2 separate regions of the Mus musculus genome follow, and region 1 is linked to region 2. Evidence: chromatin contacts called from public promoter capture Hi-C data. All regions are on one chromosome and are shown on one strand. The core of a region is the stretch at or near the end of the contact, and the rest is flanking DNA. Distances in the headings are between cores, read along the strand shown.

Region 1 (3,898 bases), core at 888-3,387, 310 kb after region 2:
CAGGGTTTTCTCCGAGTTTCTCCGAGTGTTTAGGCACAAATAAGGGGTATTGGAGAAGAGTTCAAAGGCACCTTTTCCATGGGGACTCAGAGGAGTTGTTGAGCAGGGGTAGGGTGGGGGTGCTGGCTTGTGTCTGCCCGTGTTGGCCTTCTGGGGCTGTAGGTGGTGGGAAGAGAACCAGGTAGGAGGTCTGCTGTCATCTGGGGCAGTAGATCACAGCACTGTGACTTATACTGAAAACAAAACCAAACAACCAGACCAAACCACCACCACCACCAACAAATCGGGATCTGGGAGACAGGCCACTTCTATAGGGGCAGAGTCCGCCGCGTCAGCTTGTGTTAGTTATTTTGGCTGACCTGACATCAATCAGGAGTCAGGACAAGAGAGATGTTGATCTCTGGTTGGAGTTAAAGGGTTGTCTCGGCCAGTGGTTACAGAGCAAGAGTAGATGTCTTCAGGCAGTGTGAGCCCAGGGAGGGCAGGTGTGGGTGTGGGCATTAGCCCGTGATTGGCCAACATCTTTAGCCTGTGGGCACAGGGCCCTAGCTTTTATTTGCAGCTCAGTCTGGCCCCTGTGGTTTCCAGTGTTCTCAGCTCTCCTGGAATCTCCATTCCCCAGGTCCCACTCGTGTAGTGGGCTGAGTCAGTTGGGCCCCTTGGGCCTCTAGCTTTTTGGCTGGTGACAGTGGTAGTGTGGATGGCTAGAGTCTAGCACTAGTGGCCCCGTTGTTGGCTCAGAGGCAGAGCTGAGGCCCTTGTCCCTCCCCAGAACCTACTGAGCTGGCCAACAGGCCCTCTGGAAGTCAGTGCTTCGTCGAGGAGGTGGGGTGGGACTGGGTCTTTGTCCATCAGCCTGACCGCTTGGGAGGGACTCGTGGAGGCTTCCTAACCAGGCCTGGATGTGGTGCACCGGGGCCCTTATACTGCCGATCTCAAGAGTAGCCTGGTGTGTGTTTTATGGGGGAGGGGACGGGGCCTGGAGGAAGCTTTATGTAATCCTTGGCTCCAGCTCAGGTAATTGTTTTAATGAAATGGAATGCAGCTTATTCAGAACTTGCTTGGCAGAAACAGCCGTGTTCTGGTGTGTTTTCTTGCTGAGGAGCTCGGGGTTTATATTCCCAGCTGTTTCGAATCATAGACAAGGTGGGTGGAAGCCACCGGGGTGCTCCTTCCTCGTGGGGGTGGGGGGAGCCAGGGAGCTTCATTCGGGCTGTCCCGGTCTTCCTTGGATGTCTCCGGTGTTGTGGGGATCCAGCCTGTGGCCTCTGCCACTGAGCTGTCCTACCCCGGTGCCAGTGTGTCTTTTTGAATGGGCCGTGGAGCTTTTGACCTAGCAACAGAGAAATCCCGGGACCCGGGGTGGGTGCTGAGCACACTGCAGAAGGCCCTCAGGAACACCTCTTTGTTTACACAGTTTCCTTCTTTCACCCCACAGCCAGGCCCCTCCCCCTGCCCCTCCCCTCTTTAAGCAGGTTGATGATTATTATTTATTTATTTATTTATTTATTTCTTACTGTATGTGTGTGCGTGCGTGTCTGTATGTACACCAAGTTTATGCACGTGTCCTCACAGGCCAGAAGAAGCGGTCAGATCCCTTGGAACTGGAGTATAGGCCCCTGCGATCCACTTGATGCAGTTGCTGGGAATTGAACCTGCGTGCTTTGGAAGAACAGCCAGTGCTTGAGCAACTGCGGAGCCTTCGACGGGCCCCTTCTCAATGAAGTGCCTTTAGATTTAATTTTAAAATTACACTTGTTTATTTACTTACACTTACCCATAAATTACATACATTTACTTACCGTGTGTGTGTGTGTGTGTGTGTGTGTGTGTGTGTGTGTGTGTGTGTGAGTGTGTGAGAGAGAGAGAGACAGACAGACAGACAGAAGGTGTGGAAGTCAGACGATATCTTGCTCGAGTTTTCCCTTTCTACCCTGTGGGTCCCGGGGATTGAACTTGGGTTGTCCTTCGTGGGTGACCCCGCCCCTGCCCAGTGGCATGAGGTTGGCCCACTGTCCCTTGCGGCCTTGCGGTCCCAGTCTGTCTCTATTCATCTTGGCCTCTGAGCTGGTTTCCTCTTTTTCATTTTTTGACCCAGCCTGGGACATCCTCACCCACTTGCTGACACACTTCCTACCCCCGTGGGTGTGCTTTCCTTGCCGCTCGCTCGCTCGCTCGCTCGCTCGCTCGTTCGGGTGCACGTGTCTCTGCCGACCCTGTGCTCTCCGCATCCCTCCTTGGGCACCTGTAGTGGGAGTACCTCCTGCCTCCCCTGCTGAGCCCTCTGGTATGGCTGTTCTCCTCTTGTTTATCTCCTCCCGTGACCCCTTTTAGAACCTTTGTGCTGGCAGCTCCCAGAGTTCCATCCCCACCCCGACGTGGATTCTATTGTCCAGATTCTTCCGGTTTGCAAGCCGGCAAAGACCCAGCTCATTTCCTTTCCGCTCTCCCTCTTGGCGGTCTCAGCTGTTGTGAGAGCTCTGTGCTCTGGGCATGGCCCTGCTGCTCTTTCCTCGGCCTCTGTTTAGATAATGGACTTATGGACGTAAAGTTTGAGGTAGGAGGCAGTCATCCCAACCTACGAACGAGGAAGCGAAACTGAAGCTCACAGGAGTTAGGGTGTGGGGACACCCCCAGCACCAGTGCAGACCACAAGGAAGGAACTTAACCCAGGGCTTCTCATACTCAACCCATTTTTTTTTTTTTTTTGAGACAGGGTTTCTCTGTGTAGCCCTGGCTGTCCTGGAACTCACTCTGTAGACCAGGTTGGCCTTGAACTCAGAAATCCACCTGCCTCTGCCTTCCAAGTGTTGGGACTAAAGGCGTGCGCCACCATCCACGTACATAAAATCCTGTTTCTTTGCCCTCCCCCTCCCCCATGGTTTTTCAAGACCGGGATTCTTTATTTAGCTCGGTAGGAACTCATTGTAGATCAGGATGGCCTTGAACCCAGAGATCCGCCTGCCTCTAGGCATGCACTACCATCAGCTGGCATAAACCGGGTACCACCACTCAGTAGGCAAAGGCAGGCAGATCCCTGTGAGTTCAGAGTTCCAGGCTAGCCAGGCCTGTTCTGTTACACAGAGAAACCCTGTCTCAAAAACCAAACCAAATCAAACCAAAACCAAAAATTTAAAAAAGAGAGAGAGAGAGCGCGAGCAAAAACTCCTGGACTTCTTGTTCTTTTGTTTGTTTGTTTTTGTTTTTTCGAGACATGGTTTCTCTGTGTAGCCCTGGCTGTCCTGGAACTCACTCTGTAGACCAGGCTGGCCTCGAACTCAGAAATCTGCCTGCCTCTGCCTCCCAAGTGCTGGGATTAAAGGCGTGCGCCAACACTGCACGGCAACTCCTGGACTTCTTTTGGCCTTTCTACTGTGAGCTTCTTAGGACAGGGCATCTGCTGCCTGTCAGGTGTGCCAGCCACCGCTGCTCTGTGCTTCCCGCAGTTGCTCCGTAGATCAGTCTTTGATGGCGGTTGATGATTAAATGGGCAAGAACTGCAGGTACCCACTGCGAGTCTAGACCTCCAGCAAACCACTTCCTTCTCTGGCAGAGCCAAGTGAGCCTCTCTGGGTTTGGGGTGTCCAGGCTCCCCAGCCTCATCTGAATTGGTGGGGGTGCTACTGCTGCTTCAACAGTCACTGTACACCCGAGCCTCTGCCCTCACATCCCAGAAACAGCACTTTAGTCTGTGTTGAGACATTTGTTTTTAATTTATTTTATTTATTTTAAAATGCTGTGTTTCAAGGCGTGTGCCGCCTCTACCACCCAGGCCATTTCTAAGTTTTATTTTTTAAAAAGATAGATTTATTTATTTATTGATTGATTGATTTCATGTATGTGAGTACGCTGTCACTGTCTTCAGACACACCAGAAAAGGGCATCGGATCCCCATTAC
Region 2 (3,993 bases), core at 224-2,723:
AAAGAATCAAAATGAAAGTGGGGGTGGTAGGGCACACCTGTAAGGCCAGCATTTGGGAGGTAGAAGTGGGAGGATTGATAATCCAAGGTCATCCTTGGCTATATAACAAGTTCAAAGTCAGCCTGAGCTACATGAGAGACCCTGGTTTTTTGTTTTGTTTTGTGTTTTGGGGTTTTTTGTTTTTATTTGTTTGTTGTTTGTTTGTTTGTTTTAGAGACAGGGTTTCTCTGTGTAGCCCTGGCTATCCTGGAACTCACTTTATAGACCAGGCTGGCCTCGAACTCAGAAATCTACCTGCCTCTGCCTCCCAAGTGCTAGGATTAAAGGCGTGCGCCACCACGCCCGGCTCTGTTTTTGTTTTGTTTTGTTTTGTTTTGTTTTGTTTTGTTTTGTTTTGTTTAAGAGCTTTATTGAAAATTCTAATTATTCTTAGGGGTTGCAATGTAGCTCAGTAGGTAGAGTGAGTGCCTAGCATGCACTAAATCCTGGTGGGTTCAGCACCAGCCTATGTAAGTCTGGGTGTCATACTGTGCATGCCTGTAACCCCAACGTCCCTTACGAAGAGGCAGCAGGATCAGGAGTTCAAGATTATCCTTAAATGAAAAAGAATTCATCTCCGATGCGCAGATTCAGTAGAGGATGGATGGTCATTCGAAGACCAGCCTGCCTAGCCGTTTTTCTCCCTCAGACAGACCATTTCCTTTGTATACACAGCCAGGACCCTGAGTGGCCTGTAACGATCGATCAATGGACAGATGACCTTCAGGAACCAGCTACGGTTTGGTTTTTTTTTTTTTTTTTTTTTGTCCTGGTCAGGAGAGTTCTATCCTTTAATCACCGGAAGTTTCCGCCCATGATCAGAGTCAGCCAACATTGCGGTCTGGGAACAGGGCGGTTACATCTGTGGCGCTTGGAGCTGTGCCTGGCCCCGCATCAAGCAGTCCTACTTAGCGGTTCTGCATGGCTTGCAAACAAAGTGGGTTTGGTAACAAAGAAGCCCACGGCACCACACGGAAAAGCAGAGAGCCTTTAAATTTCCCAGAACGGGAGCCTCTCACCAGACTGAAGTAGCCACCAGGTGAGGCACCTGGAGTTCTCCAAGGTGGGTTTACCTCTGGGCAAGGACTATTTCGTATTCAAACTCGCACAAAGCTAAGCGCCTTTGCTTCTGAGAGCCGGCATAAACCGCCGTGCCTCTGCAAGAGCATCCAAATACTGTGCTTCCTTCCGTCTGAGGGCCTAGCTGGGGAGGCTCTCCACCCTACAGAGTCATGCATGACATCATTTTTCCCAAGCAAAGGTGACAGAACTGGTCTAAGGGAACCACCCTATCTAGGGAACAATCATTTCTACGAGGATGTGACTTGCTCTGGGGTACACTTTTGAGATACCATGTCACTGGGCAGATCTCCCTACCCTCTGAGTCTGGGCAGTCCCGTTTCCATCCTCGTTCTAATTTAACAATACAGACTACACAGGGTCCAGGCTGGATGTAGAAGTCTGTAGCTAAAACGGAGGAGGGCTCTTGAGGGGTCGGGGTGGGGTGGGGGAGCCCTTTCGACTTCACTTTCTGTTCTCTCTCTCTCTCTCTCTCTCTCTCTCTCTCTCTCTCTCTTTTAATTTTATCGGCTTTCAGCATTTTCAATTAATCTTGGAATGGTCGCTGGAGGCAAGAAGCCAGCGGCGCCTAAAGGAATGAGAAAGTGCAAACTGATCCAGAGGAAACAAAGGGCAGCGAGGGACCCCACAGCTGAGGCAGACGACACTGTGAGCGGCTCTGTCGGGAGGCTGGCGAGGCGTGCGCGCGCGGGTCTCTGCCTTAGCACCATCTGCCGATTCCTCAAGAGGACACAGAACAGACCAGCGAGCCATGAAGATTCGATTATGTAACGCGGGAGGATTGCTTGTTTTCAAAAGGGAGACAAATGGGAACGAATTGATTTGTTTGTCAAAGTCATGGCCCCAAAGGAGACCAGTCCCCTCCTCTTCCTGGAGGATTCATCAAGGAAGGGGAGTGATTTCACAGGCTCAGAAAAAAGGAGCCCAGGACTCACAGAGTCAGCTCAGATGGTAACAGCAGCTCCTGGGCCGCAACGCGGTGAGCCACGTGGTAGAAGAAAAGAACCAACTTCAGCTAACAGTCCTCTGACCTCCATAAGGGCACATACCCACCCGCCGCGAAATAAATCCATGCAAAACCATAATTCACTCCATTCATAAAAACGAGTCTATTTCCAAAATTGTGCTGGCAAACCTTTCTGGCTTCTCTGCTTGAGAAATGACCATTCCGCCGGTACCCAAAGGGCACAGCCATAGAATGGAACATAATTGGCACCCCCAACCCCAGCTTCAGAACCTGCCTGCTCTGTCTGACCTCTCTCGCTTGCTTTTAGGGAAGTAACATCTGATCTCAGAACCAGTGGGGGTCATCTTACTATTTCTATTCTGAACTCTAGAAAGTGCTTTAGAGGCTAGGGGATCTCTCTCTCTCTCTCTCTCTCTCTCTCTGTGTGTGTGTGTGTGTGTGTGTGTGTGTGTGTGTGTGTTAGTGTGTGTTAGTTGGTCCTTCCCTTCTACCATGTGTCAGGGCACCAGCAACCAAACTCTGGTCAGCAATAGCTATCACCTATGGCGACATCTTGGTACCCTCTCACTTTCCTATTCTTCTTCATACTATTCTGTCCTCGGTTTTGCTCCCTTGCCCTCCCTCGCCCTCCGGCTCTTGGGAGCAGCAGAAGACAGAGCAGAGGATAAAGGTAGTGGTTCAGTATCCCCAGCTCCTTCCCTGCCTCGGGTTGGCAGAGTCTTTGGATAGAAGGTTGCCCCCTCTTCAAAGGAGCCTGGCCACTCGGGAGGCAGAGGCAGGCAGATTTCTGAGTTCGAGGCTAGCCTGGTGTACAGAGTGAGTACCAGGACAGCCAGGGCTACACAGAGAAACCCTGTCTCGAAAGAAAGAAAGAAAGAAAGAAAGAAAGAAAGAAAGAAAGAAAGAAAGAAAGAAAGAAAGAAAGAAAGGAAGGAAGGAAGGAAGGAAGGAAGAAAGAAAGAAAGAAAGAAAGAAAGAAAGAAAGAAAGAAAGAAAGAAAGAAAGAAAGAAAGAAAGAAAGAAAGAAAAGAGCCTGGCTCCCAGAATCCTCCCTTTCTGGGTTCTGTAACTTCCTCCTCCGCTGTCACATCTTCGAGCGGTGGCAGGCTCTTTCTACCTCCTTGAACATTGTATCAATCATACGGTTTCCTTGTGCCCTCCCAAAACCTTGTAAATCGTCCCTTTATTAAATCCTCCTCTGATAGTCTAATTTGAGCATGCCATCTGTGTCTTCAATAGACCCTGCGTGACACACCCACCAGGTCACATCAGTATGTGCTAGACCCTGCACCGCGCTAAACAAACAGAACCAACAATACGGCAGGCTACGGCTTCCCGTTGCCAGTCTCTGCATTTACCTTTTCCCAAAGCAATGATAACAACGTAAGGAGAAAGTCTAAATCCTCTTTACAACATAATTGTGCAGTGGAGTTTGTATGAGCTAAATATAATTCTGAGAACAAGCTTTTCCGTGCCATCAGAATTCATGTTAGCACAACTATAAAGAGAAAACTCCAGAACTGATGCCCTGGAGTCGAGAATTAACAGAAAATATATTCCACTATGTAAATCAATCCAGCAAATAATCCTGAGTCCGTGTGGCCAGCGAGTTTTGCGAGGAACAACAGACATGAGCTGAGTAGGACTGGGGTTTTATTTTTATGAAATAAATGTACTTTCAAAAAAGGTGAATTTGGGGGCTGGAGAGATGGCTCAGCGGTTAAGAGCACTGACTGCTCTTCCGAAGGTCCTGAGTTCAAATCCCAGCAGCCACATGGTGGCTCACAATCATCAGTAATGGGATCTGATGCCCTCTTCTGGTGTGTCTGAAGACAGCGACAGTGTACTTACATATAATAATAAATCCTTGGGCCGGAGCAAGCAGGTTTGAGAACTGGTTGGGCAAC

What was found. Capture Hi-C pulls out chosen DNA fragments and counts their contacts.
Region 1: a contact with region 2 is called in a promoter capture Hi-C map of adipose tissue. The contact joins two enhancer-like sites. A contact is called at or near these places in 1 of 115 datasets of contacts at active chromatin or transcription factors (microglia) and 1 of 9 other capture datasets (adipose tissue).

The regions. Positions count from the first base shown.
Region 1 is chr5:115,514,199-115,518,096 of GRCm38.p6, forward strand. All of the region lies in intron 1 of Pxn (paxillin), which reads left to right. Gm13840 (a long non-coding RNA gene) reads left to right here. Exons shown (of 2, transcript XR_387611.3): 1 at 1-1,146; 2 at 1,576-1,797. Among named protein-coding and RNA genes, the nearest start is that of Gm13840, 5.2 kb to the left of the region's middle. Within about 2 kb of position 2,138, at least 216 of the 459 cell types and tissues checked have an H3K27ac peak or open chromatin away from gene starts, as enhancers often do. A contact at or near this core is called in adipose tissue, where this site is marked.
Region 2 is chr5:115,203,053-115,207,045 of GRCm38.p6, forward strand. It overlaps Gm35515 (a long non-coding RNA gene), which reads left to right. Exons shown (of 3, transcript XR_387599.4): 2 at 817-1,102; 3 at 1,637-2,204. Among named protein-coding and RNA genes, the nearest start is that of Cabp1, 11 kb to the left of the region's middle. Within about 2 kb of position 1,474, at least 103 of the 459 cell types and tissues checked have an H3K27ac peak or open chromatin away from gene starts, as enhancers often do. A contact at or near this core is called in adipose tissue, where this site is marked.